Linked DNA regions of Zea mays: region 1 is linked to region 2. A link is a contact called in public Hi-C data. All regions are on one chromosome and are shown on one strand. Each heading gives the region's core, a stretch centred on a gene start, on an enhancer-like site or on the middle of the called end of the contact. The rest is flanking DNA. Distances are from core to core; before and after follow the strand shown.

Region 1 (3,649 bases), core at 30-2,529, 160 kb after region 2:
TACTAACCAGAAAGAATGGAATAACTGCAGAGATGTTAATCCATTGCAACAATGAATTAGAAAATCAGATCAACAGAACAAACTAATGTGTCAACCATATGCACTTGCTGTTAAGCATGGTTCTCAAACCTGTTGTTTCACTAGAAGTACGCCACTTTTGCAATGATGTATACATGGATGCTGCCTGCAGGAACAAATCAACAGATTTCAGAACCAACTGAGTAAATCAAACAAGGGAACTAGTGTTGTTGAATACTAGGTGCACATGAACATGACCTCTTCTTTGGTGAGCACTTTTGAGGCAGGTTGCAGGCTGAGCAAGGTGATTCTTGAGTTGAAAACCAATGAGGGGAATGCAACATTGTAATAGACCTTCCAATTCTTCAAATCAGCAAATGATGTCACAAGGAATCTAAGTAGAACAGAAGGATCCTCTTCTACTTTACCAGACACAATGTCATGCAAGATCTGGGCCCACATACAAATCAGAACCAGACAAGTAAAAGGAAATGTGTAAAAAATAGCAAAATCCATGGCAACCATACCTTCTTTGCTTCTGCTTTCAGAAGTTGTTCTCTATCTAGGTTTTCAAATCCCCTCATGTTATTAGTGTTTATGAGGGTCCCTGGAACTGGGCAATTGTTCCTGTCGCCAACAGAACTGTGAGATGGTGGCACCAATGATCCGGACCGTAGGTTGAAGAAGCTTGCCATCGGGCGACGCTGGCGCGGAGTATAATAACCTGATATTTCAAAAGAAACTGTCTAGCTCATCCATAGATCTCTAGTCTAGCTCACTGTCTATAAAATTAAAGAAAAACACAAAAACTGAAATTCTGTGTTGGGAATTTCTTCAGATGAATCTCAACAGTTCATCTTTCGAGTAAAAAAATCATTTTAAGAGTATACACAGCAGAGCGCAAAGAGTAATTAGCAATCATGCTCTGGCGAACCCACTCAACAACCAAACAAACTTGGATCGTGAGTTCGTGACCGGCAAGCAACTGAGGCGGGTTGGGCTCTACGGAATTACGTAAGCGGGGCGCGGAAATGTATGGGATCAGCTTTCATTCCCTGCCATAAATCGCGAATTCTACCAACAAACAGCGAGGAGAGGGGGTTGTGGGCGAGCGGACCGGTGATTGGGATGGGGGAGTCGTCGGTGCCGAGGACGTCGAGCTTGTGGCGGCGGAGCGCGTCCCAGAACCCCTCCTCCACTAAGCTCTGTATACGCTGAACCATCAGCTCCCGTGGGAAGCCCATCGCACCGGCACCCGCCATACCTCTCGTCTTCCGTCTTCCCTCCGCCGGCAAGGCGAGCGGCGCTACACTTCGTTTCTAGTTTTTATTTTCTAGTTTGCCCCCCGGGTTCGGAGGAAGACTATCCTTTGGAGATTGGAAGTTGCTTTGGCGTGTATACAACTCAGAAACGTTCCGTGAAGTCGTAAAAGACCACGAAGGCAGACCGTGGGGAGATTATTTACGCTGCTAATAAATTTGATAATAAATTTCACCTATAAAAGAATCATCACTACGCCGAAGTACCAAGGGTGTGTTTGGTTTGACTTTTGGCTTTGGCTTTTGCCCTCTAAAAGCCAAAAGCCAACCAAAGGGCTGGATCTAAGAAGCAGCTTTTTTTAAAAGCCGACTTTCTCGTAGTGCAAATCTGAAAGCACCCCTGGACCTGCTTTTAGTGGCTTTTCGGATGAAACTGTGAAAACATATATCGAAGAATTTTTGACGACTTTTATTGGTTTCCACCAAACGGTTTTTAGCTGTTTAACAGTTTACAGCCTACAGCAGCTTTTTCCACAGCTCACAGCCCACAGCAACTTTTTTCACAGCCACAGCCCAACCAAACAGACTCCAAGAATACTAGAGAATTCAGAGTCAGATAGAAACGTAGGTCGACGAACACTCATATTTATACTAATATATATACTAGTACGATGCCCGTGCAATACGACGGCATTCAATCAGGCACATGTTAATTTTCAATTATTTATACTTGCATATCACACGGACGTTTGGAAGCTTTGTTTACATGTTGCTTTTAGTATAACTAAAACGAGCTAGGACTATTTAAGTAAAACTTATTAGGATAACGAGGTGCAAAAAAATCTAAATCTTTGTTTCTTATCGTAAGCTCTGAAATGTTGTAAGGCTACATCGTTTTGAACAAAATTTAAGTTAAATTTATAAAACTTTTAACGCAAATAACTATTTTGTTATTTAGTTTTCAACTCTAGGAGCCATTTGCACCAATTTGTCTTTAAAATAATTTTACAAAAGTATAAATAAACTAAGATTTCTTTTTTGAAAAATTTATAAAAAGTGTGAAGTCTATATTTTGAATATTGTGTCGTTGTTCTAAACGACTTATAACATAGACATGGGGTGAGCAATTGATTAGGCTATGATTGGGTGTCGAACTTTCCATTATTAACCAATGGTGTTGTTGTCAACATTCGTTGAACAACCATTTTTATGTCGAGGACTCGAGCGGTGGGAGCTGTTGGTGGGCGTCAACCAATATGAAAAGGGCACTCCTCAAATACGAAAACGATGCCAAATCCTCATATAGCCAAATAGGAATAACAACCGTGCAAAGAGAGACCGGCAGAGGAGGTGAAATTTCCCCGCTTCCTCGTTTCACGAAATGGAAGCCTGGCGTCCCCGATTTACTTAGCCACACGAGTTAAAACGCCGCGAGGAGCACGAAAACACGCCCCGCCGCTAATCCTATCTCGTGTTTCTCTTGTAACACTCCGTTCAATCCCTGGACCGGCGGTACTTACTCCTGACAGCTCTCTAAGATCATATAACATCCTCATAGACCAACACAAGTCTTTTGTGCGCACTTTGTCCCCACTCATACGCACCCGAGAAAACTTCCCGGACGGTCACCCAACTCAAATTGCTCCAAGCCAAGCACGCTTAACTTGGAGGTTCTTTCGAGATAGTCTTCCAAAAAAGAAGATGCACCTTGTTGATATGATTACACTGTTAATTCTATTAAGCCTTGGGCCAGGAATCACCATCCCAGGGGCCAGGATATCACAATCCACCCCCTTTAGAAGACCGACGTCCTCGTCGATCATCCCCAATCCAGGAACCTCCCCTCTTAGCCACGTATGTGTGTCTAGTGTCGTCATATGTCATGCCATGTGACCAATCCGGGCCCACATGCGCCATGTGCCATATACCCGAACCCCCTAGCCCACACACGCCCGTGAAACCTCGAGATTCGGCTCTGATACCACTTGTAACACCCCATCCAATCTCTGGACCAACGGTACTTACTCCTGGCAGCTCTCTAGGATCATATATCATCCTCAAAGACCAACACAAGTCTTTTTTGTGCGCACTTTGTCCTCACTCATGCGCACCCGAGAAAACTTCTCGGTCGGTCACCCATCCCGAATTGCTCCAAGCCAAGCACGCTTAACTTGGAGGTTCTTTTGAGATAGTCTTCTGAAAAAGAAGATGCACCTTGTTGATATGATTACACTATTAATTATATTAAGCCTTGGGCCAGGAAATCGCCATCCCAGGGGCCAGGATATCACATCTCTCCCCTCGCTGTGCTTTATAATCCACCTGCATATCTCTAGAGTCTAGAGCCGGTAGAAGCAGTTTGACCACCTCAC
Region 2 (4,126 bases), core at 674-3,173:
CAGGAGAACACATTATGAAATAATGGCAACTACAGTATGGAATCTAAGGTCTATTACGTTGACACATTCACAGTTAACAACCTTGAAACTATGCCCAGCAATCAACTGCATTAATACTGTAATTATCTCAAGTCTTATACAAAGCATCATCAGAACTTCAGTGAAAGAATTTGACTTCAGTGACCAAGAAAACCAATAAAATCGGGATAAGTAAACACTAATCAGCCGATCACTAGTTAGTGCCACAAAGGCCTTAAATCGCTTACAAATCATTTGAACTTAATCAATGAAAATATTTGATTTCCCATCATCAAAAGCAAAGAAAAAAGAACTCTACCAACATAATTGGCAAATACATTAGTCAAGTACTCAAATTCATCCAAGAGAAGCTAAAGAAAATCATCTATCAATCAATGCATGTTCCACAACACATCCAGGTTTCAAAGCATCATACTGGAACAGTAATTAAGCTATAAATAAAATTAAGAACATATGGAAGCGGTGTAAATGATTACCTTAGAAATAAGGTGGCACGTTGGGATACATAGGAGGAGCCCTGCCACCTGGCCCAGGAGGAGACATTCCACCTTGAGGGTCGTGGCCTCGGAAACCAGAACCTGGAAGAGGGTAGTTTCCTCCTTCACCAAATGCGCCTGCAGGCAGCCCACCTGCTCCCTGTTGCATGCGGTACATGGAGCCTCCACCCATTCCAAGGCCACCATATGCCCCCATCCCAGCAGCACCAAACTGAGATGATCCCCCAAATGAGCCACCACCCAATCCCCCAGGCCCAAATCCACCAGCACCAGCCAACCCAGTGGGCACCTGGCCTCCCACCGACCCTAACCCACCTGCGCCTCCTCCACCCATGGAAGATGGCATGTTAGCATAAGGGTTTGGACCCCCAAACCCACCGCCAACGCCACCAAAACCAAACGAAGGCATACCACTCCCAGGGCCACCATACTGTGCTCCCATTTGTGAACCAAGCCCCAGGCCTCCCTGAATTTCCTGCGGACCACCCGGCAGCATCTGCTGTTGCTGTTGCTGCTGCTGGTTGCCAGGTCCAGATTGCTGTGATTGCCCCTGCTTCCCCTTCTTCCCATCTATGGCAAGCTTGCATACAAGCTGGTGGCTATCAATTACCTTCACCGAGTCCACCAGGGAGGCCTGCGCACCCTCAGGTGTCTTATATACGAAAAGTGCAAAGCCCCGGAACTTGCCCGTCTGCTTGTCAAATCCCAGCGGCCCCTCCTCAATCTCGCCGTAGGAGGCAAAGTGCGCAAGGAGACGCTCCGACGACATGTCTGCAGGGACGTTCCCAACGAAGATCTTCCGGAGCGACACATCAGCCACAGGAGCACCGCCACTGCCGGGAGCCCCAACGGACGGCCCGCCTGCCGAGCCGGCGGCGGCGAGCTGCGTGACAGTCATGCGACCGTCGATCTTCTTGGATGGCTCCTTGAGTGCGAGGACGGCGGAATCGGCGTGGCGGAAGGTGACGAAGCCGTAGCCCTTGGACCGCCCCGTGGATTTGTCAGTGATGACGACGGCCTCCTCCAGGTCACCGTAGGCGGAGAAGATGGCGCGGAGCGAGTCGGATGTGGTCTCCCACCCGAGCCCCCGAATGAAGAGCTTGCGCAGGGCCGGGTCGCGGTCGGCGGCTGCGCGCACGGCATCGAGCGCGTGCGCCGAGACGAGTGCAGCGGCGGCCGCGATGTCCGCAAGCTGGTCCCGGGAGAGCGGCTCGAGGAGGCGGAGGACGTCCTCGCGGGTGAGACCCAGCGTGGCAGCCCCACCGGCGGGAGAAGCAGTGACGGCGCCGTTGTCGTCGGGCTTGCGCTTCTTGGAAAACGGATCCATGGGGGGCGAGGGTAGGGAAGGGGAGGCTTGAAAAAAACCTAGTTAGGGTTTGGCGATGTAGCGGCCCACGGGGTTGGAACTTGGGACGAGGACGACGGGAAGCAAGAGGGATCGGCGACAGGATTTCTAAAAGTATACACATGGGCCGGGCCCAGACCAGATTTTCATAAACAAAAGACTTTTACATATGGACGTAAACTTTTCTTCTGAAAGGGCTAAACTCTTATGAAATTACTAGGTATGTACCCGTGCGTTGCGACGGCGTACAAATTATTCGATAAATTTTAGTGCACAACGATTACATAGATGAAGCGTTGTTACAGGTTTTATATATCACATAGGTAGATGGATAGTTGTTCAAACACTTATCTTTGGCTTTGCTTAGTGAGTCCTAAAATATTAATGGTTGGTATCATACATTTTTCATTTTGTAATAAGCACACAACAATACAGATGGAAAATGAAATATAAAAAGTAGACAAAATTAAGAGACAACATACAAAACAAATGCCTTAAGATCATTGTAATTCTTAACCAAAATAGTAGCACAACATGTGGTTCCATGATTCCATTAGACGAATCAGGTGCACATTCAAGAAATAAAATCAAGGGTTGTTCAGGAACAATGACTAATAGTAAATTTTGAATTACGCACAAACAAGGAACTTTTGAAACTTCTAAGATAGCATATAGAGTGGAAAAAATAAATTACACATTTGTTACACTCCTCCAGTTCCCCATTTTTATTGGAATCTTCCTCCTGCTCTAGGTCATCACATTTCACATTTGAGGCAACAACTACATGATAACAAAATCAGCATCAAACAAACAGTGTAACCAAAGAAATTGAGGAAGTGAAATCCTCTAACCTTTTGGTTTGCTGCACATTGCCCTCCTCTTTTGGGTTGTCACATTTCACATCTGAGATAGCAGCTACATAAAAAATTAGCATAAAAAACTTGTTCACAAACAATCACAGGTAGATGCAAGTTGATTTGGGAAAAGAAATCTTTTCACCTTTCGGTTCGTCTTGTTGCACCTTCTCCTTTGATGCGGCCACCACCACTTTCATCTTGGCTGCCACCACTTTCATCTTGTTATAGATACAACTAAGATTTGACTATTCAAATAGGTTTTACTTTTACAGGACACAAAAAGTCAGTACTTTAGAAAATAATATATTTGTTTGAAGCAAAGATAAATAAAAGGAAAAAATATATCGAATGAAGGTAACTCTAGCATAGAAAATGAAAGGAGAAGATATATGTCGAGATTATTTAAAGATTGACACTGCCTCAAGAAAGGTGTGAAGAGGATAGGAAAGGCCCACCTTGGTAATCAGCCATGTGGCGTGCGCCTGGTAACTGACGTGATGAATTGATGAAACTGGATGCCTCAGCCTTATTCTATCCTAGTCTGGAGTCTGGACTCTAGAGAATGGACTCATCGGATCTCCTCCACTCTCCCTAATGGACATGACCCCTCAAGCTTCCATGCCATGGAGGCGATCGCCTGGCCGCCGTTGGCCAGCAATATCCCTCCCAGAGCTCTCGGTAGTGGCGTAGTCCTTGACTCCCAGAGTTGTTTGTGATCACACAACAAATCATGAACATAGTTTTATAATAAATGTTCAAAAGGCTACATAACATCTGTAAACTTACAAAAAAATACAAGAAGTGTGTGTCTAACTCGTATGAAAGGGGAACCAAGGTCTCAAGAATATCATAGGGGATTTAATTTGTTGATCATTTGGTAGCATGGTGGATATGGAATCATAAAAACGAATGTATCTTTGTGGGTGCAGAGGTCAATTTCAAAAATAAAATCAAATAAATCGTGCAAGATATCAGTGATGAGTTTGACTTGTGTGCCAAGAGCCAAAGGTCTTAGTAGAAAATGACAGTGAAGTAAGAAGGTATAGCAGAGGGAATACACATGTTTTACTTATCATATTATACTACAGACCTCGATTAGGACCTCCAAGCATGGGAGGGAACATGCAACAATAGTGGGTAACAATGTCGTGACACCATCATCGTTTTTAGTATTTGTCTGCAAAAAAAGATTTATAAGAAGAATTAGACTATTTACAACATTAAAGGAAGCCTAAATAATTTTATGCTGGCCTCAGGAATCATGATAATTATTGTGCTTATGTATCCATCACCATCTCATGTTGCTGCATCTTCTCCTCCCCATTTAGATCATCACAATTCACATCTAAGGCAACACCTACATCATAATGAAATCAGCATAAAAAGTA

What was found. Hi-C and Micro-C count contacts between places; a contact is called where the count stands out from the background.
Region 1: a contact with region 2 is called in a Hi-C map of leaf mesophyll, with 2.3 times the contacts expected there. The contact joins the promoter of LOC100233231 here to the promoter of LOC100382178 in region 2. A contact is called at or near these places in 6 of 25 Hi-C or Micro-C datasets (ear, endosperm, leaf and 1 more).

The regions. Positions count from the first base shown.
Region 1 is chr8:146,920,230-146,923,878 of Zm-B73-REFERENCE-NAM-5.0, forward strand. It overlaps LOC100233231, which reads right to left and starts at 1,280. Exons shown (of 20, transcript NM_001143882.1): 1 at 1,136-1,280; 2 at 546-742; 3 at 277-468; 4 at 130-184; 5 at 1-24. The coding sequence starts at 1,280. It also overlaps the pseudogene LOC109941913.
Region 2 is chr8:146,755,198-146,759,323 of Zm-B73-REFERENCE-NAM-5.0, forward strand. It overlaps LOC100382178 (UBP1-associated protein 2C), which reads right to left and starts at 1,924. Exons shown (of 2, transcript NM_001174938.1): 1 at 516-1,924. The coding sequence starts at 1,863. The coding sequence ends at 517. It overlaps LOC103636064 (a long non-coding RNA gene), which reads right to left and starts at 3,424. Exons shown (of 4, transcript XR_002264472.2): 1 at 3,194-3,424; 2 at 2,881-2,940; 3 at 2,733-2,796; 4 at 2,374-2,661.